6 separate regions of the Mus musculus genome follow, and regions 2, 3, 4, 5 and 6 are each linked to region 1. A link is a contact called in public promoter capture Hi-C data. All regions are on one chromosome and are shown on one strand. Each heading gives the region's core, a stretch centred on a gene start, on an enhancer-like site or on the middle of the called end of the contact. The rest is flanking DNA. Distances are from core to core; before and after follow the strand shown. Region 1 holds the start of Rpp40 (ribonuclease P 40 subunit). Region 2 holds the start of Ly86 (lymphocyte antigen 86). Region 3 has its middle 21 kb from the start of Gm40913. Region 4 has its middle 41 kb from the start of Gm30600. Region 5 holds the start of Pxdc1 (PX domain containing 1). Region 6 holds the start of Prpf4b (pre-mRNA processing factor 4B).

Region 1 (4,446 bases), core at 1,457-3,956:
CTGCTATAATTTCATTGAATAGATTCTCTATGCCTTTAGTTTTGATCTCAGCTCCTTTCTGTCTCATAGATTCTTAACTTTGGTCTCTTGATCATTACTCAGAGTTCTTGAATATTATGGTCCTTTTCAATATTTTCTTTATTGATAATTGGATGTATTATTTCCTCAACCTCGTCATACCCTTTGCTCTGCTTAATCAGGTCTATGGGTTAAACTTTACACTTTGATTCTTTACTTTTTTCATTTCCACAATTTCTATTTGTGTAATTTTTTTTTTGTCAAAATGTCAGTGTCTTTGAATAACCATTCTTCAGCCATAGAGTCTAAGAACTCTGAAGCTGCAACCGATGACCCGATGTCCACAGCTGCATCTCTCCAGCGGGTGATCAATACTTAAGAGAGATTGAAAACTACAAGACAAGCTCTCTGCTCACACACTCTGGTTTCTTTCTTCTTTTCCAACCCTCAGCTAGAACATTAGCACCATGGGAAATATGATCTGGGGAATCTCAGGAGAATGAGAGAACTTGAAGCAGAGACTGAAAAGCTAAGTGTGGTCAGCAGAGGCCCCTGATGAACATGGTGAAGTTAATAATGACAAGACAGCTATGGAGGACACATAACACTTGCTCAATACAGGCTCAAGACAAGAGTCTGCAAGTTCAATGATACCCTCTCCCAGCCTATGCCGAGTACCCCGGAAGAGGCTGCTTCAACATCTCATTGCTTTCCTTTCTCCCTTTCTTTCTACCCTTCTTCCCTTTTTCTTCTTAGCACACTCTTACTGCTTCCCCTTTGTTGCATTCCCTAAACACATTTTATTTCCTCGCATACATTTTCATACATTTCACACCTCATACAGATGTTTATCTTACATTATTTACATTCTCTATTATTCAGCACTTTTACTCTTTTCCCTTTTTAAAAAAATGGATGTTTTTATCTTTTACTTCTCTTATATTTATATAATTCATTATTTAAGATTTTCTATTATTGAGATTTCCCCCTTCTTTTAGTTTTTTTCCCCCCACTAAACCCTTTCTCTTTTCATGTCTCCATCCATGGCACACTTTCTCATCCCGCTTCTTTCTTTCATTTAGGCTTGCTTTCGTTTTCTTGCTATTTTCCCATTTACCCTACATAATCATTACATTCCTAGCATATTCTACATTAGTATTGTAAATTTCTGTTTCATGGTTATTAGTAATATATTGCTGAACCTCAGTAACTTTGGGTGTATTTCTATATCTTCCATTTTGTTACTGTCTCAGCAATGTGTTGTCTCCTTTATGAGTAACACCGGGGAATGAGTCTCGGAGAGTAGGGTGCTCAGTAAGAACAACAGCGAAAAACATCTCCAAATCAACACAGGTCAACACCACACACAGAAACAAAAGCATGAATGAAAAACACAGCAACAGGAGTCCTCCAAAAACAAAATCAATTATCCCAGAGTGGTGGTTCACATCTTAAATCCCAGCACTCAGGAGGCAGAGGCAGGTAGATCTCTTTGAGTTTGAGACCAGCCTGGTCTATATATTGAGTCTGAGGCCAGCCAGGATATATAATGAGACCCTGTCTCAAGACAAAATAACTTAACACCTGGATTCAATGATACTGAAATAGGTAAAATTCTGGGTGATTTCAGAAGTTTCCTAGTAAAAATACTTTAAGACCTCAAAAAAGATTGAAGCAAAAAGATTAATTCAATCTTCCCTAAGGAAGGACCTGGAAAGTCTGCTGTGCACACACGTGCACGTGCGCACGCATGTGTGTGCACACACAGAGAGTAAAATAGATGAGAAAAATCAACAATATGGCTTTTAAGAATTAGCTATGGGGGCTGGAGAAATGGATCATTGGTTAAGAGCACTGACTGCTCTTCCAGAGGTCCTGAGTTCAATTCCTAGCAACCACATGGTGGCTCACAACCATCCATAATAGAATCCAATGCCCTCTTCTGGTGTGTCTGAAGATAGCAACAGTGTACATGGAAGTACAATTCAGCAAAGAAACTGAGATTTGGAGTAAAATCACAAAATAGTAATGTTGGAAATGAAAAAAATAAATTAAATAATTAAAAACAAAGCAAAGAAGTTCTGTTGGAAGTAAAAATGCAGAAATGTCATATTATATTCCTCTGTAATTTCCTATACTTTTTGGGAAGGATCAGTGGGAACTTAGGGGCCTGCGGGTGGGTGAGCATTAGGAACGAGACCATATGAGGAGTCAGGAAAACAGTGCTGCAAAGCAGATGTATTTCCTGACTATACTAGGCTTTTCCTCTGTCCTATCTTCCTCCTTTTTATAAGGTGTCAGGGTCCAGTCCTTCTCTGAGTCCTGTCCAGGTATATGCACTGTTCCTCCACGGAGAAACTGTGGGATAGAATGGATGTGCCAGGTTTTTTCTTTCTTTCTTTCTTTCTTTTTTAAGATGCGGATGGTTGTGAGCCAACATGTGGTTGCTGGGATTTGAACTCAGGACTTTTGGAAGAGCAGTCAATGCTCTTACCCGCTGAGCCATCTCACCAGCCCCATGCCAGGTTCTTGAGAACCTTCAGACCCAGTGCCTGCAGGAACTGACAGACAGGGAAAGAAAGAAGGGTTAGGGCGTGGTGGAGGGAGGGGTGTAGTCAGAAAGGGGCGAATGGTGGGGTGAGGGGCGGGCCGAGGGGCGGGCCGGGAGGCGGGCCAAGAGGCGGTGCTCGCCTGGACTCCTGCTTAACATGGCCACGCTGCGCAGGCTGCAAGAGGCGCCTCGGCACTTACTGGTCTGTGAGAAATCCAACTTCGGCCACGATAAGTCTCGCCATAAGCATCTCGTGGAGACGCACTATCATAATTACAGGGTGAGTCAGGTCCACCCGGCCCTCTTAGGCTGGAGAGCTTTAAGGTAGAACCACGCCGGGTTTCACCCGGCCAGACCTCCTCGGCTTGCGAGGGTGGGCGGAGATCGTCCTCGGGCATGCTGGGAACTATAGTCTCTTCAAGTTTCTTAACTGCTTTTCTTGGCGCTGTGTAGGACTACAATTCCCAGCATGCGCCAAACACAGGGCGGTGCTCGGTCCTATGAGGAACAGCAGAGTTTTTGTGAGTTTGGCGTGGTTACTGCGGTGTTCAGGATTAAATCCTCTCGGTGTTGGGTCGAGCAGGCAGTGGAGGAGTTAGGAATGTAACCTGCACGGTCGGAGTGTGACCTGTACAACATGTAGCCGAATTACACCCTAAGTTTGGGCAGATCTCTGTGGATCAGCTTGTGACTCTTTCCAAAGCATCACGCGGTTTGACAAACGAGGAACTCCAAATAAACTTACCTTACGATGATAAGGGTTTAAGCATTTTACATCTTAAATATTGGCCTGATGGATTTCTCAGATAGATTAGCTGGCGTCCTTGTCCCTCAAGGCTGGTTGTTGGGGCTTTGCGAAACGGACTTTAGATGTTCACTTGGGGATCATTTGAAATCCGCGCGGATTTTGCATCTCTTCGGTTGAAAGGCCATCCCTGCGGTCAGGGATGTATCGCTTATCTCAACTGGTCTCACCTAGGTTTGTCTAGGAAATGGAAGCTTCCAGGAGCACTTTTGCTTCTATGTAGCTTCTTACTAATTAAATGTCCCTAAATCCCAGGAGGAGTTCCTTTGATTTCATGACTCCAGAATAAGCAAATCAAGGCATGTTGAATTATATATACTCTATTTCCTTGACTATAAAGTGTGAAAGACATAACATATATTGCTTGTATGCAAAAATAAGATTCAAGTAAGACTTCCATTGCAATGTCATGCCTCACATTGAAATGCAGAAAGGAAAAACTTGAGTAGTCAGATATCTGTTTACTTGAAATTAATAGAATTGTTGCCTAGTAGGTTGATGGTGATGCACACCTTTAAACCCAGGCAGAGGTGGGTAAATCTCTGAGTGCAAGGCTAACCTGATAAACAGAGCAAGTTCCAGGACAGCCAGGGCTACATGGAGAAACCCTGTCTCAGGGGTAGGTGGTGGTGGCTGTGTGTGTGTGTGTATGTGTGTGTGTGTGTGTGTGTGTGTGTGTGTTTTACTAAGGGTTTTACTGCTGTGAACAGACACTCCAACAGTGACCAGGGCAACTCTTATAAGGACAACAAGGTGGGAGCATGGCAGCGTCCAGGCAGGCATGGTGTAGGGGGAGCTGAGAGTTCTACATCTTCATCTGAAGGACACTAGAAGAAGACTGGCTTCCAGGGAGCTAGATGAGGTCTCAAAGCCCACGCCCACAGTGACATACTTCCTCCAACAAAGTCACACCTACTCCACCAAGGCCATCCCTCCTAATAGCACTCCCTGGACCAAGCATCTTCAAACCATCACATTGCCCATGTTTGCGTGTCCCTTCTATGTCCCAGTAAAACCTGTGAAGGAGTAACTAGCACCTTTGACATTCCATTTCCAAAAGCATGGTGTTAAT
Region 2 (4,446 bases), core at 1,383-3,882, 1.4 Mb before region 1:
GCAACCCTGTTTCTGGGCATGTAGTGGGAGCTTAGAAGCCCCTGATGTGCGCTAATACTGCCTTAGCAGTACACTGGCCAGAGTGTCACACCAGGCAACCTGTTTATGACGCAGCTGCCCTGCAAACCAGTCATTCAACCTCCAAAAGCTCAGGACCACCCAGAAGACAGAGTGAGCACCACCCTTGCCAGAGCACCGAGGGTCCAGCTTGCCTGTCTGCTGACCCTAGAGTCTACCTACAATCCTCTTAGTCTAAAGACTGTTGAATGGTTTTCATGATGACCATACTTTTTTCCCTGAACTTCCCGAACATCATGGTGTCCAGATACAAGTACCATATCCAGTCACACCCACTCCTCAAAGGATCGTTCCAAAGTGGAGGCTCCCCAAAGCCAAAGGCAGGCAACATGGCCTTGTCTAGGGCTCTGACTGTACATCTCCCATCATGTCTCAGGCCTCTGAACTTGGCTTGGTTGTGCCACACTTCTTTGCCTTTATATAAGCTATTCTCTCTGCTGAAATCTCCTTCTCTACCCTCCTCTATATCACTATGTCCAACAACAAAACTCTACACACCAGGGTTATTGGATTTAGAGAGGTCAGCGATCAGTTTGTTCTAACTCCACAAATATTTACCCAAATGTTTTGTCTTCTCTGTGCTGTTGGACTATAATTTCTCCAGTATCAGCTAGATAGCCTTTACAGTATTATCTGGCATCTCCGGCCCCAGGTTTACACATCTACAAAGCAAGGATCATGCTAGTGAGGAGCTGTGCACAGCCCTCAACACACAGGCAGACCCTTCTTGTGGAATATGTGGCCCAGCTACTTTTATCATTTCTTTAAAGTTTCAGTTAACATTTGACAATCCAAACCTTGCTCTCTTCAAATCACTGTGTCTCCTGGTAACTGATGCCTGCCTTTGAGACATCCCTCCCACAAAGCAGTTATCCTTTGGTTTCCTTGGCTGATTCTCCCACTCACCCTGGATGAAAACTTCATCTCCCCTGTTCCTTTATTCCAAGTGCCCAGGGCTTATTTCTGAGATTTAATTACTCTGCAGAGAAGTACCATCTACAAATAGATGCAGCACTGCAGACAGTGTGGCAGCACATTATGTCCCCGTTCTTTCCCTGACAGACCCAGGTGAGTGAAAGGACACATGAGACTCAGTTACAATCTGAGGGAGAATCTTAGACATGGAATAGCCAGTCACATGAGGCTTAATGTCTCGGAAAATCAAATCCCAAGTAGTCCACGTGACCCAATCCGGCTGTCATCCTACTCCTGAAGTGAGCAAGTCCCCAGACGTCTAGGCTCCCATTTGTCCCAAGAACAGCAAGCATCATGAGGTCAGCACTTTCTCCACCCAGCGCGTCCTTTTCTTTTTCTTATTTTTAATTTTTAAAATGCACTTCAAGGTTCCTTTTAAAAGGAAATTTAAAAGAATCCATTGAATTACCCCAGAAACCAAAGTTGGGTGGCAGAATCCGGGCTCAGCTAGTTTGCTTTCATTTATTCTCAGCGAGCGGTGGGACCAACACAGAGGCTCAGAGTCTCCTTTGCATACTCTTCAGCTCATCTGTCCCGTTTCCCTACAGATTTCCAGGTTTCATAAATGTCTGCCTTTCCACAAGCCATTTGTTCTACTGCCCATTGGAAATCGATCCCAAGGCTCATTTTTCCTCGCTGTGTCATAGCGTCACAGAAGGAAAAAGTGAGGTGAGGTACCACATTCAGACTTTAGAACTAACCCACTCCTAAGTTCTGGTTCGTGGTGCCAACAGCGGGGCTCTCCCAGCCCAACGCGTCTCAGTATATGCCACCTCTCAAACAGTTGCACTGAGGTTAAGTTTCTAATACATGCTCCAGGACACAGGCCAACCACAGCACTCCCCTTCGCTGTCCTTGCCCCTGGGGAAACCCTGGCATTGGATGCTACTTCTGACGTGCTTGCTGCTTTAATGGGTGGCACAGTGCGGCATGACAAGAACTCTAGAGGGAGCGGCTGAAGGACAGAGTCTCTGACAAAAGTGACTTGATGCTCACCCAGTTTGCAAAATGGCTGAGGTGAAAAGCCAGCGTAGGCGCAGGATTTGGGAAGAAAAGCTTACTGATCACTTGTTCTTGGGGGAGAGGGCAGGGCTGAGCTCTTAGACTTCGTTCCATATCTAGACTGTTCATTTCTCTCTTTCTGTGGTCTTCGTTATTTTCAGAAGGCTCTTCCACTGTCCCTGGCCTTTCCCTCCTCACGGCTGCCAAGACAAAAGCTCACCGTAGCAGCAAAAAGCACGGAGAGGCTGATAACCTCATCCCTCGCCCATACTCACCCAGTGTTCGTATTGCCCACGTGTAGCTTTAATTTCCCCATAAGCACAAGCAGCCATTTCATAAGACCTTACCACAGCTCTGGTAGACTACTTCCAAGCCCCCACTGTTGCAGGCCGTGTGCTTGGGCCAACCATTTTCGCTGCCATGGTCACTGCTGCTCGGAGAAGTCAGAATCCACACAAGGAGGGCAGCTGCGACACCATTCATGGCGAGGGGGTTGTGTGTGCCCAATGGTAAGCCAGCCCAATAAAAAGACCTCCGAAGCTCGTCCTCCCCCTGAAGGAGTAGTATGTTCAGTTTCACTTCTCGAATACTAGTCTCTGGGAAATATACTGTGAGAAGACAAAGACAGACAGCGGGGAGGGGCATTTGAATACTGTTCCAGGGGGCTTTCACATACTTGAAATAGCAAGTGTGTGTGTGCGCGCGCGCGCGCATATCTCTGAACATGCGCATGCGCATATGGGCAGGTATGGGCTAGGTTGAAAGGTGACTTCTCGCTTTCACAGGAAGAGGTCCTGCAGGACTCTTCAGAACAGCCCCTTTTAGAATCTTTGTCCCCCACTGGAGCTGTAAACTCAGGAAAAATGAGCTTCAGGCCACCATGTGTTTTCTATCAGCGTACACCCCACTGATGTGAGTCTCAGAGCTGGCTAACGCCAGCAGGCACATGTGACATTTTGAGGGTGGTATACTAGAACTTAGGATCTGGAACCGGGTTTTTGGATTTGTTCTTGTCTGGCTTTGGCCCTGGGGTTGGGCCAGCGGAACAGGAGCTTGTCCTAGGAGCCCACACAGAGCTGGGTGGTGCATTCCCTCTGAGAAGTAAGCCATCTTCCATTTCTGGGCCAACAGCACCAGGAGGAAGGATTACCCTTTTAACATTTTTATTTTATTTATTTTTTTAGTGTATATCTGTGTTGTCTTTCTGTGTGTTTGCGTGTGTATGATCATGTGGAAGTCAGAAGGTAACTTTTGGGAGTCAATTCTCTCCTTTCTCTGTGGGTTCTGCGAGTGGCACTCAAGTCACCAGGTTTGTGAGGTAAGTGCTTTTACCCATGGAGACAGTTCATGGGCCCATGGCCTCCCTGAAAGGCTAGTTCAACTAGGAGAGGTGACTGACACCGCTTCTCACACAAAGATGCTGCCCTCCATGGACTCTTGCCGCTCTGCCTCAGCTTTCTTAATCCTAACCCCACTCTATGCAGTTCATCAAACTCACGGCCAAGGCCAGTGATGCTGCAGAGCAACAGGCAACACTCTTTCCCATGGCAGGAAGAGATGAATTATATCCCATTGAGAATGTACAATGTATTTTTAGAAGACTTCTCAATAAAAATATTCTCTCCTTGCATGACAGATGGCATTTTTTTCTATAACATGTAATGCAGCCTCGTAGGAAAAAACGAGCAAGCCACTCCCTCAAGGAGTTATGGGAACTCATTTTGTCAACCAAGAGCCAGGACTTGGGTCTGACGAGTGGTTTTTGGCTCACCTGTTTCAGAAATCAATCCATAATGGTGTCATCTTGAGTTCTGTTATGGTTTGGATATTAACTGTCACCCAGAGTTCCATGTGCTGCTAAGTTTGGTCACCTGCCTGGGGCACCATTGAGATGTGGTGGGACCTTTAATTTAGATCATCTTAAAGAGAATAGTGGAATTCTAACTCTTCGTATCCCTCCTTTTGCTTTGTTTTCGAGCCAACACAAGGAAATCAGGTTTCCTCCATGTGTAGCCCCACCTTAACATGGTCCAATCCAACCCACAGAAAAATGGGGCCACATGTCCATGCTCTGAAACCTCTGATGCTGTGGGGCAACACCAACTTTTCCTCCCTTTGTCTATTTACCTTAGGCACTCTCTCACAGTGACAGAAAGCTAGTATAAGTGCAGTGGTTTGAATACACATAGCCCCGCAGGCTCATGTATTTGAAAGAATAGTCAACATCAAGTGGAATTGTTTGAAAAGATCAGAAAGATTGGAGGTGTGTCCTTTTTGGAGGAAGTGTGTCACTGGGGGTGGGTGGGTTTTGAGGTTTTAAAAGCCCAGCCCCCCACCACCTCCCCCTGTCTCTGCTTACAGATCAGGATGTAGCTCTCAGATACTTCTCCA
Region 3 (4,446 bases), core at 751-3,250, 1.4 Mb before region 1:
GGAATTGCTGCTCAGTGATATCATGGACCCTTGGAGCTCCTGAACAGCAGCGGAGAGGCACAGGGAATGGCCTCCCACAAGCATTGACTCCTGAAGGCAGCTACAGAGGTGTGTGTGTTTGATTACAATTTCTAGAAATACCTTTTTCCCAATTTGTTTTCTCTTCTTGTAACAACTCAGTGACCCATGCTAAGTCTCCTTCACTTCGAAATAACGTCCGTTTTCTTGGTTGCTAACTCAGTAGACATGTTTCCCCATTTGATGAAGGAGACTTCCCCTGTATGGAATAGTGAACTCCAGCTGCTGTAAATGAGACTATCCAAGGAACTTTGCTCAACGCATGAGCCCTGTCTTTGGTTTAAGCTCTGCTGTTGTCCCTTTGGAATTATTAAAGACTTATTGTTGAGAGAGTTTTGCTCTGGAGCCCAGGCTGGCCTTAAATGAGCTAACCCTCTTTTTTGGTTTGCTGAGAGTAGGATTTATGCACAGGCATGCCAAGCCTTCTGGAAGACTTTTTAAGACAAAGGATCCCATTTGATCGATATCAGTTTGCCTCGATCCCCTCAAGTTGTGGAGCTCATCTTGTTTTTCTCTTTTCTTGGATAAAAATTGGTCAATCTTTTTTTTTTTTTTTTGCCTTTTATTGGAATTTCTGGGAAGCTTATGTGAAATGTTACATTTTTCAATCTTTCATTGTTACTAGCATTTAAAACTTTTAAAAATCCCCTTTCTGTCTTCTTACTATTCCCTTTCTTGTGTATACAATATGTATTCACATATATAGTCATATATATATTTATTCTTGTACACACACACATATATAAAATGCATTCAGTATTTTTATCCATTCTTCTGAGAATGCTAGTAGCCATTCTTTCTGTACATTTTCTTAGGGGCTTCTTCTTCCCCACCCCTGTTTACTTGCAGGCAGTAGTTTGTGTTGCAGGTAAAAGCAGATACACAGGGTTTGCAAAAGATGAAAGGTTTTTTTTGTTTTGTTTTGTTTTGTGTTTTTGTTTTCTTGTTTTTCCTCCTCCGAAGTAAGAGAGAATAAAAGGCCAGGCAGTGACACAACTACTTTAAGGTAGAAGAGGCAACATTGAGGAGCAAGAGTGTCTGGAAAGTGGGAGGATCTGCTTCTGAACTAGCCAAGTATTGTACAGACACAAAGCTAAAGAGGAGAAGAAACTGAGAAGATCTGCAGTGCAGGAATCAACGCCGGCTCACCATCAAGCGGCACTGCGGTCTCACCTGAACCTTCAATGTGCAGCCAGCCCACTCAGCGACCTCAGGCCACCCTTTCTTCTTAGCCTTGGGTGGGACGAGGGGCAAGGCAGAATGGTGCTTGCTGTCAGTTGTTGGCTAGAGCTAAGGTGAGGGGCAAAGTGTTGAGGGATGCTGAGGACAGAAGTACAGAGGAGCAAGGGAGCTGGCTTTTCTATCCAGATCTGGTAAAGCAAAGAACAGAGGAGTGACTAAGGGAGCCAGGGAGATGCCTCTGAAGATGGGACCCTATGCTTATAGGCAGTGTGAAGCCTGTTCCTTAGTCTTGAAGGAATGGAAACTCAGAAGAATGCAAGCGGGCTCTGAACACACAGATGATTCTGCAGTTGAATTCCGGAGGGAGAAACACCTCGGGGAGGGGCTGTCAAGTGAACAACTTAGACGGACCCAGGAAAGATCACATAAGGAGTCCTGCTTCAAGACTGTCAAAGCCATTGGGTCTTTTAGGTTTAAATTCAATTCTGCAATGGGGTGAAATGTAAGGTATTAGTTTTAGGAAGGACCCTTGCTTACTTGGTGATTCACCTGTGAATAACAGCAAAACCCCAAATCCGAGAAACAATGCATCAGGCAATACTAGATCCGCAGCCAGCCAGCATCCCGCCCCTCAAGAAAAAAATTGCAGACCATGACATCATTCCTCTGGTCTCCCCACACCTGCTCGAGTCCCTCGATGATACCACCAGATGGCGATGTTGGCCTAAGTTGTAGTACATTCTCTAGTCCTGGGAAAGCCTGACCTGAATATAAAACTTCCCTAATCACCACATTTGATTCCCCAGCAGAACAGCACAAAAAAACCTACTGCGGATTCCAAAGAGGCCAACATGGCATCTCACTACATTGCGTGGTCCGCAGACCAGACATCGGTGCATATTAAAGTGTGATTGCAAGAAAACAACTTTAAAATTCAGAGTCCAGGAGTGGCCCCCCGCTCCCCCGCCTCCCGCGCCTAGTCTCGCTTTGCGCTCCCTACCCCCACCCACGGTCCAGCAATCTCGGACGTGAGGCTTTTCTGCAGCCGCAGCGGCATGGCTGGCAGTGTGGCGCGGAGGTGGCAAGCTCTAGGGACCCACGCAGCGTCTGTCTGTGCAGTGCCCAGATGGCAGGGGCTGGAGAGGCCTCCAGAAACCTGCAACTCAGTAGCATTTCCCCAACTGGATCTCTGTCATCCTCCCAGGCCACCCCAGCTCAAGAGAACCTACCCCATCCAGAACTTCAGGAGGCAGCTTGGGGCCAGCAAAGGTGGGAGGTGGTGGCATGAAAGTAAGGTCTAGTTAGGATGACCAGTCTCCAGGGTTAGAAGTTTTATAGCTTACAGGGCTTCCACGATCCCAGGTGCCCACCCAATTGGTATTGCTTCCACTAGTAGGTCGCGCCTTGTGTAGGACAGTGTATGATGGGCAAGATGGACCGCAGGCGCCTGCTAGAGAGTGACACTCTGGCTCCCAGTAGCTTGCACCAAAAGGTCCGATGACTGTCTCTGGTCCCCAGCAGTCAAACCTCGGTGGTACTTCTAGGCCTCATAGGCGCGTGCTCATGGCGCACGCACAAAGCCCAGCGGTGCAGTGCTCCCCGGCAGGCCTGGGCTGGCCCCCTCGAAGCGACCAGACGGTGTCTCACAGCGGGCTTGTCCCCGCCGAGGTCATCTGCTAGGCGCAGCTGGGCCGCGGAAAGTAAGAAGCTGATGAATTTTTCATCGCGATTCCCTTGGCTGTCGATCTGAAGGCAGTTTCTGGGGCAGCAGCCTTTAAGGACCTGTCTGTGCCAAGGGCAGCCCCTCCCCCACCGCTCTAATTACTGATAGACAGGAGAAGCTGGTCCCAGGTCCCCTCCTGCTCCTCCAGGGCGTGTCCTGGTCCCTCTGGCTTTGTTTGATTTCTGAGCATTGGGCGAGTGGGAAAGGAGGGATGAGGAAGAGCGCCTGTCTAGTTTAATAGCATGTGTAGACAACCTGCCTGGAAAAAGGAACACAGAGGTGCTCAGCTCTGACCTCCAGGAGTTTGCAGGGATCTGCGGGGATAAACTCACAAAATGGAGATGAAAGAGTCTAATGTGGGCCAAGGGCCGGGCTAGTGGGGCTGTGAGTGAGACCGGGGCTCAGGGAGAGACATGGGGAAGGGATAAGTTGAAAGGAAAGGACTCCAACACCCGGGCACAGGAAGGGGCAGAATGAGGGCGGGTCTAACTTTGCGCTCTCGAGGGGACCAGAGGCACACAGGTGCAAGGTGTGGACCTGGATCTACCCAACACATAGGTAGGCCTATCACAGGTCAGAAACCGGCCTTTTCTTGAAAATATGATACAGATATATCAGGAGAAGTCACTATTAGATAAGAACACTGAGGGGCTTTTTGTTCCTGAGTGGGGGAGGGGATGGGGAGGGTGGGAAAGGGTGGGGGAGCGTGGGGGAGGGCTGTGCCAGGTTTTTTTTTTTTTTTTTTGTCACACGGATTGTTTTTGCATAAATGTAAGTTAAAAATACACACTTACATACCATGCACACTGTTGTGTATGGAGATGGTCTCTAGAAATAGTTTTGTTTGTTTGTTTGTTTGTTTAAAAAGGTAATGCAGGTATTTCTAAATTTTGGTGAAATAAACAAAAGAATTCACCCAGAGTCACAATCTTTGTATATGTCCTTATTTTTTCCTTATCTTATTTATTTTTTCTGTGCAGACCTCGTTTCATTGAGACCATTTTTTGTAAGCGCAGTCATTCAATAAATGCTAATAAATAAGAGACCATAGCAGGAACATTCCCTTAATCTCTAAGTAGAGCTGGGCATGGTGGCTCCTGACTGAAATGCCTGCACCTGGAAGGTGGAGGGCGGAGAAGGAGGCTAAAGGCAGTGCTCTAGGCAGGGCTGAGCTCTGTGGAGTTAGAGGTGGAGTTCCGGACCTGGCAGAGCTGGGTGTGACTCTGCTTGAAGAAAGGAAAAGGTGGAAACATCTCAAGGTGCCTGAAGAGGCTTCTCATCTCACCTCCCAACGCTGAGCTGAATCGGAAACAGCTGGTGACAAGGAAGTTGTGGGGCCCAGCATTCCTAGCATCCTCCTCGCCCCCTCCCAGAGTCACCCCGCCCCCCCGCCCCCCCCCTCACATACTCACACCCTTACCAACCTCTTCCTCAGTGGTAGCTGCGGTTCTAGGACTGAGCAA
Region 4 (4,446 bases), core at 936-3,435, 1.4 Mb before region 1:
CTGAGTCTTCTCATCGGTGCCTGCGTGTGCCCAGGTGAGGAGTCATCCAGTGGAACACAGGTCACATGACAGGTGCCACAGATGAAGAAAACCGATTCTCGTACCCACACCAGCCACAGTTGCCAATAGCTCCTCAATTAGGAGTTAGCTCTAATAAGTCCCTCTGCCTTCCATGCTGGAATTTGGCTACTATTTCTCTGTAGTGATCTACTGCTACCTCTGGATCTCAGTTTTTTTCTGCCCCCCTCTTCCATGATAATCCTTGAGAACTGGGAAACAGAACGTGCTATAGGTTTCCTATTTAGGGCTGATAACTCCACAATCTCTTATTCTTTGCACTTTGACCACCAGGTGTGAGTCTCTGTATTCAACATCATCTCCTGCAAAAGTAGCTTCTCTGATGATGGTGGAGAGCCACACGAATCAATGGGTATAAAGATAAATGTTTGGGGACAATTTATACTATGTCCATTTATTAGAATATTTGTAATAGGTTCTTCCCTAGAGCTTATGATACACTAAGCCCTAGGTTTTTGGCTCAGTTAACTGCAGTAGGCATGAGTTCCATCTTGTGGGGTAGACCTCAAATACAATCAGAAAATGGTTTGCTACTCCAGAGACATTCATGCCACTATTACACTATTGTGTTTTAGTGGCTGCCAGGCTGGTCATTGCTGTAGCTTACAGGAGTCACAGCTGAGTAAACCGTTACTTTTCTCCCACAGTAATATGGACAATGCCTCTGATTCCATGACTGCTAGCCAGTAGGGATGAAGTATTCAGGGCAGTATCAGTTGATTTCTCCGTGTTCTATGGCTCAAGTATTTTCAGCAACAGGATCTTACCATCAAGTTTAGGAGGGTAACAAAGACTGATGGCATAGGTTATTTTGGTTTTGGTGAGGGGGTGTCTATGAGATTTATTACCAACATGAAGAGACACAATTTACACTGGACGCTGTTTTCTTGTTTTTTTTTTTTTTTTTTTTTTTGATAACTTATGGCATCTGGAAGATGTTTTGTCCCTAGGTATAGGGTAATTCCACTTATTTTATACATGTATATGTGTATGTGTTTGTGTACATGTTTTTGAAGCTCACACAATAGTAGGTTTCCATAGATCATGATATGTCTATGTGTGCACATGTGCATTTGAGTGCCAGTGGCCACCAGCATAAAGAGTTAGATCTTCTAGGGCTAGATGCCCAGGTGGTTGTGAGCAGAAGTCTGACATGGGTGCATTGTTCTTGAACTGTTCAAGAGCAGTGAGTGCTCTGAAGGCTAAGTTGTCCCTTCAGCCCCAGTCCCCCTTCTTTATAGCTCCTGACTGTTCATGCAAGGACATGTCCTACTCTGTAGTTTGTTCAGTTCTTGAAAGGATAATGCTTCCTGAAAGGATAATGCCTCCTCTAGATTTGCATTTAACATTTCGTGGAGCTATTTATAATCTCAAGTTTTCCCAGTGTGGCCTTTGCTCTGGCTGGACTACCTAATTATCACACCGTGTTAAAGAAACCAAGCTCATTAGAACCATCTCTTTTGGATTCTTTTTTGCTTCCTCTTAACCCTGGCTAGCTGTGTTATGAGTATATGATTTTGAATGGGGAAATATAGCGGCATGCTTGAAAAACTTCAAATCCTTAGAAAATACCTCAAGAGTCATCTGCTTACTAAGGGTCTAATTTTCAAATATAAAGGACAGGACCTGATAGCTATTTGTAGCTCATTTAGGGTAGTTAATGAGGAGTTATCTAATGAAGAGGCTGAGCAACAGCCTAAGAGTCCTCTTGAATAGGCTTAATCATCTTTGTCTGATGATAATCTATTCATCTTTTTTTTTTAAACCTACCCAAAAGGATACTGAGGAGGTGACTGATTTAGAAATTTAGTAACATATTCAATCCAGTTTGGATTGGTTTTGTATACTGAAAAGGAATCACTGTTTAATAAGTGTGCTTCTACTATATAATTCACAGAGAAGAGAAACATGCTATTTAAGAAAAAGAAACATATTAGATGAGCTCGGGATTGTTAAGTAGCTTCCTAAGTGTTTGGCAATCTTATAATTTTCCCCTTGCTTTGTCTGCATATCTCACTTTTCTTTCCAGACTTGGTTGGGTTCTTTTAAAAGTCATCGTCTCCTGAAGCATGTAATTTTAAGTAACAAGACAGTGAAGTGACATATTGCAACACTGGAATTGTTGAGTCAGCCCTTCATAATTTCACAACTGTTAAAATACTCACACTGGAAACTATGACTAACTCCCTCTAATTCTCAAAAGCCCTCTCAAGAGAAAACTCACATTTTGTGCTACTCAAATGCCATCAAAATGACTCCCTTCTGGCTCCTAGTTCAGCTCAGCAGGCAGCTAGTAGAATAGCAGGTTGGTGCCTGTAAGCAGCTGTGGGCTGCATTAAAAGCTCGCCAGTAATTGTGTCTGAGAGATGAATAGGGCAGAGCCCACTACAGACTCAAGGTTGAAAAAAAAACCCAACAACAACAATGCTTAACAGATTCTGTTATGATTGCATCTTACAAGACATCCACCAATATTTAAGAATGTAAAAATCACTGGTTTTGATGGAGTTTGATGATGCTTTAAAAGGCATGTGTCAGATGCTGAAGTTTAGGGAAATTACAAAATTGAGTTCTTGAGATTCCTCTAAAATCCCCCCCCCCATTTTATTTTAGGGGTATGGGTGTTTTGCCTGCATGTAACTCTGCACAGCACTTGAGGTCTTGGTGCCCAGGGAGGCCAGAAGAGAGTCTCAAATCCCCATAGGACTGAAGTTATAATGGGTAGGAGCTGCCATGTGGATCCTTATGAAATTTATCCAACAAAATGCTTTAGCGCTATTGAAGGTGCTTTTAAAGTCCTCACAGATTACCCAAGTCCCTCTTGCCTTACAGAAATCTTCATCTGGTGAACCAGTTTGTTCAGCCAGAGCCACAGGCCCAGCCAAAGGTACTTGCTGTCTTATTTGTATATGTATTAAGGAGCTGATATTTCTGGTCTTTAAAAAAATGCCCTCTCTGAGTTGTCTGATGTGGATACAAGCATTGCAGTCACTTTTTGACTAACAATTAAAACAGGTCCTGAGAGATGTACCATCAAATTCAGGTGACTTCCTGTGTGAAAACCCTGTGGATCTCTTACACAAGCCTAGATGCTGGAGGTCAGTCAGGGAATATGGCCACTTAAAGCGACAGAGACACAGCAAAGACAAGACTGGGGGAGCTGTTGCCAGCGTCCCAGGGTGCACTTTCACAATCAACACTCTTTAAATAAGTAGGGGTATTCTCCACATGACCAAGAAAAACACGCTATTATCAATTGCATAAACAACCCAATAAATACAGATAAATGCATAAACAGCAAGCCAGCCACATAATTAATTGGTTGTTATCATGATCAAATACTACATGCTTTCTGTTATTTCATGTGTCACTATGCTGCTTTTATTAAACAATTTTTACATACAACATTTTTGATCATATTATCTCCCTTCCCCAATTTCTCCTGGATCTCCCCACCTCTCTATATGTTCTCTCTCTCTCTCTCTCTCTCTCTCTCTCTCTCTCTCTTTCTCTCTCCTCTGCCTCTGCCTCTCTCTCTCAAAACAGAAAAACAAACAAACAAAAAACAACCAACCAATCAATCAATCAATCAATCAATCAATCAAACAAACAAACAAACAAAAGATTCTGGAACTAAACACACATCACCTTAAAAGCCCACAGAGTCTGTTTTGTGTTGGTCACCTTCTTCTGGGCATGGGATCTGCCCTGGAGTGTGGTTCTTTGAAGATAACTGACTTTTCCTCTCCCAGCAGGTATCAATTACAAACAGCTTTTTGGTTAGGGGAGGGGTTTTGTCTTCACTTCTTCTCAGTGGTGGTGTGTGGTCTGGTTTGGACCTTTGCAAGTCTTGTGCACGCATGCTGCCACAGTCTCTGTGAGTTCATGTTTATCAGCCCTATTGTGTCTGGAGGATGCTCTTTCCCTTAGAGTGAGTCATCAGACACCTCTGGCTTTTACACTCCTTCTGTCTCCTCATCTGAATAGTCTCCTGAGCCTTGAGTGAAGACTTTGATAAAGGCATCCCATATAGAGATGAGTTCTCCAAGGTCTCTCTCTGCACATTGTCCGGTTGGTCTCTGTGTTAATTCCCACCTGCTGCAAGAAGAAGCTTCCAGATTAGGGCTGATCGATGAAGTGATCTGTGGGGATAGCAATGTGTCACTAGGAGTCATTTTCTTTCTATGATTGGCCACCAGAGTGGTAGGTATGCTGATACCAACAGTGCTGAAGCCAGGTAAGGAAACATGTAATGTCACCAGGCTAAAGGAACAAATCATCATTGTCATTATGATTTATGGGATCCTGTCTATGGGGGCCCATCATCAACTCAAATGCTATATGGCACATGGCTAATACTACATTACA
Region 5 (4,446 bases), core at 1,268-3,767, 1.3 Mb after region 1:
TTAGATAGGGGGTGGGGGTGGGGAATTAATGCCAATGACTCATCAACAGCTGAACACTCACAGCTACTTATATTTGACACTTAGACCAGTTATAAGTCTACAACATCAACCGTTACTCCCTGCAAAAAGAGACTTCTCTAACTAACGTTGAGAGCAATGTGGGAATCCACAGGTATGACAATTTGACTACACGACCCCCTTTAGTGATATAATTATCACCTTTCCCAGGGTCTGTCTTCTCCCCAGTAATGGGCTTTTGACCAGGTTTCTATACCAGTCATGAAATCCCAACAGTAGTGCAGGCCTCACATGCTCTACTACCCAGGAAACCACTATTGTACTGATGGGCACATCTTGGCAGGTAGGTCATACTTCAGCAGTCAGAGCTGGAATTAATTCATGTTTGCAGCCATATGGTTGAGCTCTGTGCTTACATGCCAGGAGTTTACCCACTCCCCTCTGTATGAGCATCTATGCACTGGCAAACAGTAACCACACGTCTCTTAGCATGCACACGTACTAGTACTTTCTAGAATTGGGAAACACACTCCCTGGAGGAATTATTGGGCCATAAGTTATACATATTTTTAGTTTTATCCAAGTCCTGCTAGCTGCCTACCAAGGGCTTGTTTCAATGGAAACATCATTATCAATATCTAAAAGTCCACACTTCCCTTAGAAGCAAACACTTTTGCTCCTGTCAAGTTCATCCAATTTTCAAAGTTTAGGTCTCAAATGTTTCGGGGAATGCACATATTCCAGAAATTATTCTACTTATTCATCAAGTGGGAAAATTTAAGATATGAAAAAAAGATGATTCAAAGACCATTTCAGAGTGGCACATGCCTCCAAACTCAGCACTCCAGAGACTAAGGCAGAAGGATCAGTGGTTTGAGTCAGCCTGGGCTACAAAGTGAGATCTTATATCACAGAGAATAGGGACTTGGTGTTTATTCTTGTTCTGAGGTGTGTGTGTGTGTGTGTGTGTGTGTGTGTGTGTGTTAACCTGGAAAGCACTGTGGTATCCCAGGTTGGCCTCCAGCTTTAAAAGGTCTTCCTGTCCCTGCCTGGGCTACTTGAATTACATACGTGAGGCACTCCAGACCCCTATCATCTTTTTTTTTTAAAGTAGTAAAATGAAGTTTCTAGGCTGTATAGAAAAGTGATTAATGAATGATCTAAGCGGCATAAAAGATAGCGTGTTCTAACCAGTGACTTCCCAACAGTGACTGCTTTTACTCTGCCATCTCGTTTTACTTCCAGATCTCTTGAAGCAACTTCTATTAATAAGAAAACACTTTCTTCAGCGCCCAGGAATGACAGACTCAAAGTGGTGGCTAGCCTCACAGAGCTAGGCCACTCGAGCAGCAGCGAACTGAACTGGAGACTTGGTTGTTCCCACCCAGCAAACTCTACCCTAAAGATGGGGTGCTTAAAAAAGTGTATTTCTGGGGGGTCCTGGGGATGATGCTGTGATAGGAGACAGCTTCAGAAGGGACATGGCTCCAGGCAGTAGTGGGGATTGGCATAGGCGTGCCTGAGCAGAACTTTTTGGTAAATAGGAGGACTGATTTCTGCAGTGACACGAGCGATCTAAGTACCCGCCCCCTGCCGGGGATGACCGGTCAACGGAAATCAGGGTCAGTGAGGTCCAGAGAAGGAATACCTGTTGCCTAACGTCTTTGTTCACTGACTATTTAGAAGCGTATAAAAAGCATAGTCTTTCTCCCAGGTTGTAGGTAGAAGAATGTCTGGAACCAAGCTACAATTCTTAATGCTAGACACTGTTTTTCAATTGGGAGCCATGCGGTACATTCCTTCTCTGTGGGTCGTTCTGCCAAGGGGGACTTCCTAAGCTCCTCCTGAGTTGCTCTCTCCGGGGAGACCCCGGTCTCCTACAATTCTGTCCCATATTCTTTTGGCGGACAACCCTCCTGGGGATCCTCTTCTAAGAACCACACGGTCTTGCCTTCTGGTCTGTCTGTCCCGCCTCGTCCCGGGCCTCCGTCAAGCTAAGGCACGACCGGAATGCGCGGGAGGACCCGGGGCGGAGTCGCCGGTAACCGATGGGACACGGGGCGGGTCAGCCCGAGTCCCGGCCCAGACCAGGCGAGTCAAGGGCGGCGCGGGGACCAGCACCAGTCCCTCTGCCCGGATTCCCGCTTGGTCTGAGCCCGCGTCCCCGCCCCATGCGGCGCCGCCCCGGGACTCTGGACTCCAGCGACGTGTCGATCCCACCCCCGTGTGGGCCTGGCAGAGTGCTCAACTCGGGGCTGGAGAATCCCGAGGATCCAGAGTGGGAACGAGGAGAAAGTCGCCTTGCGCGCGGGGAGAGCGCAGGACCAGCCTCGCCTAGCAGTTGGCAGACCAGGGAGGAGGCGATTTGCGTGCAGCTCTGGGCCGGGACCGCCCGCGGCGGGTCAGCGGGAGGCAGGAGGGAGGCGCCGCAGCCGGGACTCGACGTCGCCGCCCGCGATGGGAAGTGCCTTATAAAGCCGCAGCCCGTTCAGTCCCACAGACTCCTGGCGGCGCCGCCCTGAGCGCGCGGGCCACACGTAGCCGCCCCAGAGTGAGCGCAGAGCTGCGGCGTATTCGCGGGGCACCAACTTCTCCCCCACGGGGACTCTTAACCGCCGTTGCGGGAATCGAGCGCGTCCCACGGAGAACCCCTGATCGCCCCTGCCAGGACTCACTCTGCCCAGGCGGACCCCAGGCGGGGGCCGAGGGCGCCCCCGGCGGCAGGGGCATGCGCCGCCCGCGGCATGGCCTCGGCGGTGTTTGAGGGCACGTCGCTCGTGAACATGTTCGTGCGCGGTTGCTGGGTGAACGGGATCCGCAGGCTCATCGTCAGCAGGCGCGGCGATGAGGAGGAGTTCTTCGAAATCCGCACCGAGTGGTCGGACCGCAGCGTGCTCTACCTGCACCGCAGCTTCGCCGACCTGGGCCGCCTGTGCAAGCGCCTCCGCGATGCCTTCCCCGAGGACCGGTCTGAGCTGGCGCGCACGCCGCTGCGGCAAGGTGCGGGGCTGCGGGACTGGGGGCACCGGGGGATGCGGGGAGATGCGGTTTTCGGGAGGGGCTTTGTGGGGGAGGAACTTAGTGAGGAGCTCATCCAAGTGCGATGAAGTCCGCGGGAAGAGTTACTTAAAACTCTACTATTCGGCACCTGACGGAGGACATCCTAGACCCCGGCTTTCCTGAATGGTCGTTCAGAAAGGGCTGGGAACCGGCACGGAGTCTGGGGCGCACACTCTTGGAGGATAAATGAGATGGCTGGGGAAAGGGACAAGGTCAGCAGGACTCTCGCCTGACTGTCCCAAAGAACGAGCCTCTAGTGAAGAAGCGGAGGCGACATCCAGAGCTGACAGCTACTGGGTCCCAGCTGCTGTGGAGAACCAGTAGAGGCTGGAATGGGTTTGCTGGAAAGGGTAGAGACCGTTATAGAGTATCGAAACTGGGGTGATCGCAGCAGGTATGATCGCTGCTCAGGTCCTGCCCAGTAGAGGCCCCATCTGTATTCTGCCCCGGGGACAGCTGAGCCTGAAAGCGAGGTGCCACGCAGCAATCTTTTCCACCTCTCCTAGGAGGAGGCCGCCCCGCCTGGATCTGTCCGGCCAACCCAGGGTCCCCACCCCTGAGCCGGGTCCGCATTCGGATTTGATTAGCCATGGCCGCCTCCTCTCAGGCCGTGTGACGGTCCTGGTTGGCTGTGACTGTTGTTTTTCTCAAACAGCAGTGGCTTCCCCTTTGCTTCCTAAGGACAGCAAAAGGACTGGAAGAGTGGAGGAAACTGGAGAGAGACCTTGATAGAGACGGGGGAGGGGGGAAGAATAAAATGTGAGGCAAAGAGCCGGGTAAGCGGTAGGGCAGGAGGGATCAATATAGCTTCTGAGCAGACTTCCCCCCAGTACGTGGCCTCCCGGGGCTCTGAGACCCTTGGACCCAAGTCCTCAAAGCAGTCATCCTGTGACAGCTTGGGGCAAAGTTACTCAAGGTTAGCCAGTACGCATTTCCTTGGCCGCCTGTCTGGCTAAGGTCTTGAGATAACCTCCGTTTCCCTCTGGTGATAGGTTCCACCAATGTGTGGCTTATGTGGATAATTAGCTCCATTCTCATGACACATCCCCTGGCAGACACATCATTTGGACAGGTTCCCAAAAGCAAGTGAGTGTGGAGGCCCGGAGTGACAAGCCTGGTTTAGATCTCCATCCCAGCCGCTCCCAGTGGCTGAGCAACGTTGTCAAGATTAGGCCTGTTTTTATTGCTTTAAATTCGCTCTTTGTTGTAGTTTTAATTTAACAAATGAATGTCTGAGTCAGGAAAGCATCAGGAAGGGTCGCTGGTTTACTCAGTGGCTTCTTCTGGAATAAGGCTGTCCATAAACAAGTTGAACTTTCTGGCTCTCCCTCTGAGCAGTTCCCAGAGCTCTGCTGTGACCACAGACTA
Region 6 (4,446 bases), core at 1,312-3,811, 1.0 Mb after region 1:
GAGTTAGAATGGATCCCAAAGACCAACTGGTCTTAAACCTAGTTTCTGCTTTTCCTTTTCCAAATCATGTTTCAGGAATTAAATTTTAATGTATTATAAACACCACATCAAAAACACATCTTTGGCTGGGCATGGTAGGGATGCTTGTAAATGCAACCTTTGGGAGGCCAGCCTGAAAAGACACAGCCAGCTCAGGGGAGTAAGGTACATCTCCACGGTAGGACTTAGGCTAGTGCATGTTAGGCTCTGGGTTTACTCCTAGTGTCAGCCCTGCTCAATGATCTCAGGCTGACAATGTGGCTCAGGGGTAAAGTACTTGCTTATTAACATGTGCAAAAGGGTTCTTAGTTTGATCCTTAATTCCCCCTCACTCCCTACAACCATCTTTCTGGGACACTAGCAAAAAACATTATTTTAAATCTTAGAGGCAAGTGAAGAAGCCACAGTACAGCAGTCGGGAGCTGGCCTTTAGAGCCACATTTACAAAGTTAAATGTGGCTATCACAGTGCGACCTTGAGCAAACTACTTCATGTCTCTGTGTTAGTTTCATCACCCACAAAATACCAGCAACAACAGGACCCAGCGCCACAGGATTGTTACAAGAATTAATGAGCTACTATTTGAATGATTTGAATAGTACCTGGTCCCTGGTGACTTCGAATACATTTATTTTTTTTTTAAAGCTGAAGTAAAGAGGCTGACAAATGTACAGGCCAGTAAAACAAAAGCCATTTGAGCCTTTAAGGAAAATGTAAACTATGTAATATGTGTGCCCTTAATTTTTCTATTTTGAATAGCTTCCTGTAACTACAAGCTATTCAGAGTAACTTGAAGCCATTTAGGTCAGCAACACACATAGTGCCTGCTTTCATATCAAACTGTTATTTACTCCATTAATTATTTTCAAATTAGCAAAAATAGGACACATTGAGAAGAATTCCATTTACACAATTTCTATGGGGGAAGGGAGGATAAATTAAAAACTACCATCAGTGTTATGTAGTTGCCAGAGCCTAAACAAACCCACGCTTATAAAGATAGGATTAAATACGCAAATAATAGGGCTGACTCTGACTCAAAATAAATGTGAATGGATCCTCCCCTCAAATTAAGTGAATGGACATAATACCAAGAACTTTTCAGATTGCCAGAACTACTTAGCTGAACAGCCGAAGACACCCATCAAGCTAAACTAACATCCTGTAACTGCCACACCATGAACTTGGACAATAAGCTATCTTAAAATCCTATCTGTTCTCTGCTAAGCCCAATTGTCACAACCACAATGCAACTTTCAAGCATACTTAATAAAAACAAATTCTCTGTCAAGCTGAGTAAAGTAAATGACAGGGGAACCCCAAACTAGATTCTCAGCAAAGAAACCAAGCTATCTGTCACAAGTTGCTGGAAACGGTATCAAACACTTTCCTAAACAGGCTGAAAACATAGATAATGCAGATGTAACTGGGGGGTGGGGGGTGGGGGGGGTTGCTGTTGCCACCCAGTCTTCAGTGGTATTCTCTTTAAAGTTAAGCTTTCCTCGCATAAACGTGGGAAACAAAACACTGCTCTTCTTTAAGCAACAGCTAGTCCTTTTGCTTATTCAAGGATGTGTTCTCTTGGCTTCAAATACTTCTATAGTCGCTTAATTAAAAACACAGATTAGAATGATTTAGAAGTAGCAACGATTCCTAATACTTCTCCCATGTCCCTTCCTAAAGGCAAAAACAAACTAGGGCAAAAAACTGCCAGGCCTCAAAACCCAGGTAGTCTACCTTACTTTGCCTCAAGTTTGAAAGTTAGAAATAAGCTACCAATGGACAGAGAAATACCGGGTTGTGGTTGGAAGGAAGAGTAAAGGGCAAAGGACTTCGCTAGCACAATTTCCGGGACAGTCAAAAGTGTGACCCTAGCACCCCCGTCTCTGCTTTTACCATCAGCAGGATCGCAAGGATAGCATATGCGTTAGGAAAGCGGGGCTTAGCCTGCCGGCCGCCACTATTCCTCGGGTCTCTTTAGGGAAGGAGATCACCGAGGGTTGAGATCGGAGAGCTCCACGGTCCCCCAGGGAGGTGCAGGAAGGCGCGACCTCAGGGCAGCAGCAGCCACCACGCTAACTGGACCTGTAGAGGCCGCTCGTGCCGCCGCCTCCCGGGGCAACGACGGACAGCAGGCCGCGCTGCCGGCACCTCAACAGCCGCGGCCCCACCGGCAGCAAAGCCCAGGCCGCTCCCACGCCTCCCGCCGCACCACCCACGGCGCGCGGCAAGGCAAAGTTTGGCTGTCGCCGTTAGGCCTGAACTTTCCCGCCCGTCGCGCAGGTCGCCGCCGCCGCCGTCCCCCGCATTGCCGGCCTGGAGGCCCAGCTCCGACACACCCGCGCGGTGCACTTACTCAGCTTGCTCCCGCAGGGACGGGGGCTCCGTGGCGGCCATCTTGAACTTCCCGACTCCTCCGCGATGCTGGCGGCGGCTCGGCGAACCGTGGACGCCAGTGGAAGCGGAGGAAGAAGGGACAGGCAGCCGCGCATGTGCGGAGCACGTAGAGAAAAGCGGCACTCGGGAGTCCGCGCTAAGAATCCGGATAGAAAAACTCGGCGTCCGGGGGCGGGGCGCGGAACGTAACTTCCGGGGCTAGGGGGCGGGCCGTGGGGAGAAGAAGGCCTGATTCACTTAGAGCGCTGGTTATGTGTGTAAGTGTGAGTGTGTAAGTGTGTAAGTGTAGGGACCTGCTGGAGACAGCAGCAAAGAAAGGGGTCGGGTGCATTGCTGAGAGCTGATTCTCCATGTGATCCAGTAGTGGGTGAAACCTGCTGTGTCTCTCCTTGTTGCTGATTGGCTAGCGGAGAGCTCGTAGACCTGGCCTAATTTAAACAGCCAGAATATCTGCCAGGTCCCCTTTTGACCTTCTGTTCTTTATGGTATGCTTTATATGGGAATTAAGTTTTCTGTTTCTGGGAGGAATACGTTGGAGATAATGGTGATACTGAAATAAGACCGATTTCCGATTTACAGACACCATTCTTCACAGAGTAAAATAAAGCACTTCTAAGCCCGGACACACAAAATAAATGTAATAAAAATGCTCTTGTCGGGCAGTGGTGGCGCACGCCTTTAATCCCAGCACTCGGGAGGTAGAGGCAGGCGGATCTGAGTTCGAGGCCAGCCTGGTCTACAGAGTGAGTTCCAGGACAGCCAGGGCTACACAGAGAAACCCTGTCTCGAAAAACCAAAAAATAAATAAATAAAAAATAAAATAAATAAAGCACTTCTAAAGGAGCTGGTGCTGGAAAACTTTTCCATGGAAGATTTTCTTTTTCACCCAAGTTCATTTCCACGCTATTACGAATTGGAGAGCGAAATCGATGCCTAAAGGCATCCCAAGCTGTTACTGTTAGCAGATATTGAAACATTAGCTTACTCGTGCAGGAAACGTTTACAAAGTGACAGACCAGACAATTACAATTCCTTGGGTTTTTTTTTTTTTTTTTTTTTTTTTCCTCTTCGGGGCCCTGGTAAAGGAACCGCCCGACCCATAGCCGCAGTTTCCGCGGATCAGGACGGAAGTGAGCTCTGCACAGCGGAACCAGCTTCCCGGAAGTCTTTTGGCCAGCCGGAGAGACGCATGCGTGCTGGTGGCCAGAAGAAAGCGTGGGCGTGTTCAAAGCTGCGGGCGGTGGTTGTGGCGTTAGAACTGCGGCGGGCAGCTATGGGGAGGCCCTCCCAGTTCCCTGCTCCAGCTCAGCTGGTCTCCGCCTCCCGATCTCAGCCCCGACCTCTCCTCTGCGGCAACGTCAGCACAGCGGCTTGCCAAGATTGCGTCTGAGCGTACCCCAAGATCCCTCAAGTAGAGGTCCGCCTTGTTCGGTGACACCGTGGAGACCACGGCGCCGGCAGACAATGCAAAAAGTTGAGGCTTTGGAGGCAAGCGTGTCTTTGTGAACGTTTCATCTTTTCCTACCATCTGTGGTTGCTTCAAGTATTATTCCAAACGAGCTGGGCATTCTTTAAATAATTGAAAAATATATTTGAAATATGTGTATTTCTGTGGAGAGCTACTAATCTCGTACACGGTTGCCATGGAACCCAGTGAGCTCTCAATAGGCTAATTGTAACAGACTACAAACAAATTACGAGCATCGTAAAACCCGTTGACTCTTGGAGTTTCCAGGTGTCTTTGAAGAGTGTAGAAGCCATTTGAGCAGCACTTAGGTTTAAAATTGGGATTTGGACCTTTAATGGGAAGACGCCAAACTGGTGTTAACACGCTTGAGGCATCATGCCTGTCTTAGTGTAATTTTTTTGTTGTTTTAAAATACTTCTGTGCATTTGTGAATTTGGACAAACTCAAAGTAAAGGAAAATCATCCCCCAAGTGGATAATTCCACGTTGAACCAGCCCGAACATGTTGGCTTATTTTTAGCCCTTTCCTATGTGAAATATTAA

The links. Promoter capture Hi-C pulls out the DNA fragments that hold promoters and counts their contacts. Capture Hi-C pulls out chosen DNA fragments and counts their contacts.
Region 2: a contact with region 1 is called in a promoter capture Hi-C map of pre-B cells. The contact joins the promoter of Ly86 here to the promoter of Rpp40 in region 1. A contact is called at or near these places in 6 of 39 promoter capture datasets (the 3T3-L1 cell line, 3T3-L1-derived adipocytes, embryonic stem cells and 3 more), 1 of 115 datasets of contacts at active chromatin or transcription factors (pro-B cells) and 1 of 9 other capture datasets (liver).
Region 3: a contact with region 1 is called in a promoter capture Hi-C map of hippocampal neurons, with 4 times the contacts expected there. The contact joins the enhancer-like site here to the promoter of Rpp40 in region 1. A contact is called at or near these places in 13 of 39 promoter capture datasets (the 3T3-L1 cell line, 3T3-L1-derived adipocytes, the C10 cell line and 7 more), 3 of 484 Hi-C or Micro-C datasets (embryonic stem cells, forebrain and uterus), 5 of 115 datasets of contacts at active chromatin or transcription factors (astrocytes, embryonic stem cells and large pre-B cells) and 1 of 9 other capture datasets (adipose tissue).
Region 4: a contact with region 1 is called in a promoter capture Hi-C map of liver, with 5 times the contacts expected there. The contact joins the enhancer-like site here to the promoter of Rpp40 in region 1. A contact is called at or near these places in 13 of 39 promoter capture datasets (the 3T3-L1 cell line, 3T3-L1-derived adipocytes, the C10 cell line and 7 more), 1 of 115 datasets of contacts at active chromatin or transcription factors (large pre-B cells) and 2 of 9 other capture datasets (adipose tissue and liver).
Region 5: a contact with region 1 is called in a promoter capture Hi-C map of embryonic stem cells, with 4 times the contacts expected there. The contact joins the promoter of Pxdc1 here to the promoter of Rpp40 in region 1. A contact is called at or near these places in 10 of 39 promoter capture datasets (the 3T3-L1 cell line, 3T3-L1-derived adipocytes, cranial neural crest and 5 more), 5 of 115 datasets of contacts at active chromatin or transcription factors (astrocytes, embryonic forebrain, embryonic hindbrain and 2 more) and 2 of 9 other capture datasets (adipose tissue and embryonic stem cells).
Region 6: a contact with region 1 is called in a promoter capture Hi-C map of adipose tissue. The contact joins the promoter of Prpf4b here to the promoter of Rpp40 in region 1. A contact is called at or near these places in 15 of 39 promoter capture datasets (the 3T3-L1 cell line, 3T3-L1-derived adipocytes, the HPC-7 cell line and 9 more), 8 of 484 Hi-C or Micro-C datasets (CD4 T cells, CD8 T cells, LSK cells and 5 more), 11 of 115 datasets of contacts at active chromatin or transcription factors (the SCID.adh cell line, acute myeloid leukemia, astrocytes and 6 more) and 2 of 9 other capture datasets (adipose tissue and embryonic stem cells).

What each region holds. Positions count from the first base shown.
Region 1 is chr13:35,904,607-35,909,052 of GRCm38.p6, reverse strand. Rpp40 (ribonuclease P 40 subunit) reads left to right here and starts at 2,706. Exons shown (of 8, transcript NM_145938.4): 1 at 2,706-2,849. The coding sequence starts at 2,727.
Region 2 is chr13:37,343,531-37,347,976 of GRCm38.p6, reverse strand. Ly86 (lymphocyte antigen 86) reads right to left here and starts at 2,632. Exons shown (of 5, transcript NM_010745.2): 1 at 2,403-2,632. The coding sequence starts at 2,538.
Region 3 is chr13:37,310,270-37,314,715 of GRCm38.p6, reverse strand. No RefSeq gene overlaps it. Among named protein-coding and RNA genes, the nearest start is that of Gm40913, 21 kb to the left of the region's middle. RefSeq lists an enhancer at 906-3,750. Within about 2 kb of position 2,000, at least 95 of the 459 cell types and tissues checked have an H3K27ac peak or open chromatin away from gene starts, as enhancers often do. A contact at or near this core is called in adipose tissue, forebrain and hippocampal neurons, where this site is marked.
Region 4 is chr13:37,288,655-37,293,100 of GRCm38.p6, reverse strand. No RefSeq gene overlaps it. Among named protein-coding and RNA genes, the nearest start is that of Gm30600, 41 kb to the right of the region's middle. Within about 2 kb of position 2,185, at least 68 of the 459 cell types and tissues checked have an H3K27ac peak or open chromatin away from gene starts, as enhancers often do. A contact at or near this core is called in adipose tissue, where this site is marked.
Region 5 is chr13:34,650,752-34,655,197 of GRCm38.p6, reverse strand. It overlaps Pxdc1 (PX domain containing 1), which reads left to right and starts at 2,517. Exons shown (of 5, transcript NM_025831.3): 1 at 2,517-3,018. The coding sequence starts at 2,763. It overlaps Gm15908 (predicted gene 15908), which reads right to left and starts at 2,275. Exons shown (of 4, transcript NR_105041.1): 1 at 1,970-2,275.
Region 6 is chr13:34,873,644-34,878,089 of GRCm38.p6, reverse strand. It overlaps Prpf4b (pre-mRNA processing factor 4B), which reads right to left and starts at 2,561. Exons shown (of 15, transcript NM_013830.3): 1 at 2,396-2,561. The coding sequence starts at 2,436. Gm36839 (a long non-coding RNA gene) reads left to right here and starts at 2,850. Exons shown (of 2, transcript XR_382181.1): 1 at 2,850-2,921; 2 at 3,522-4,446.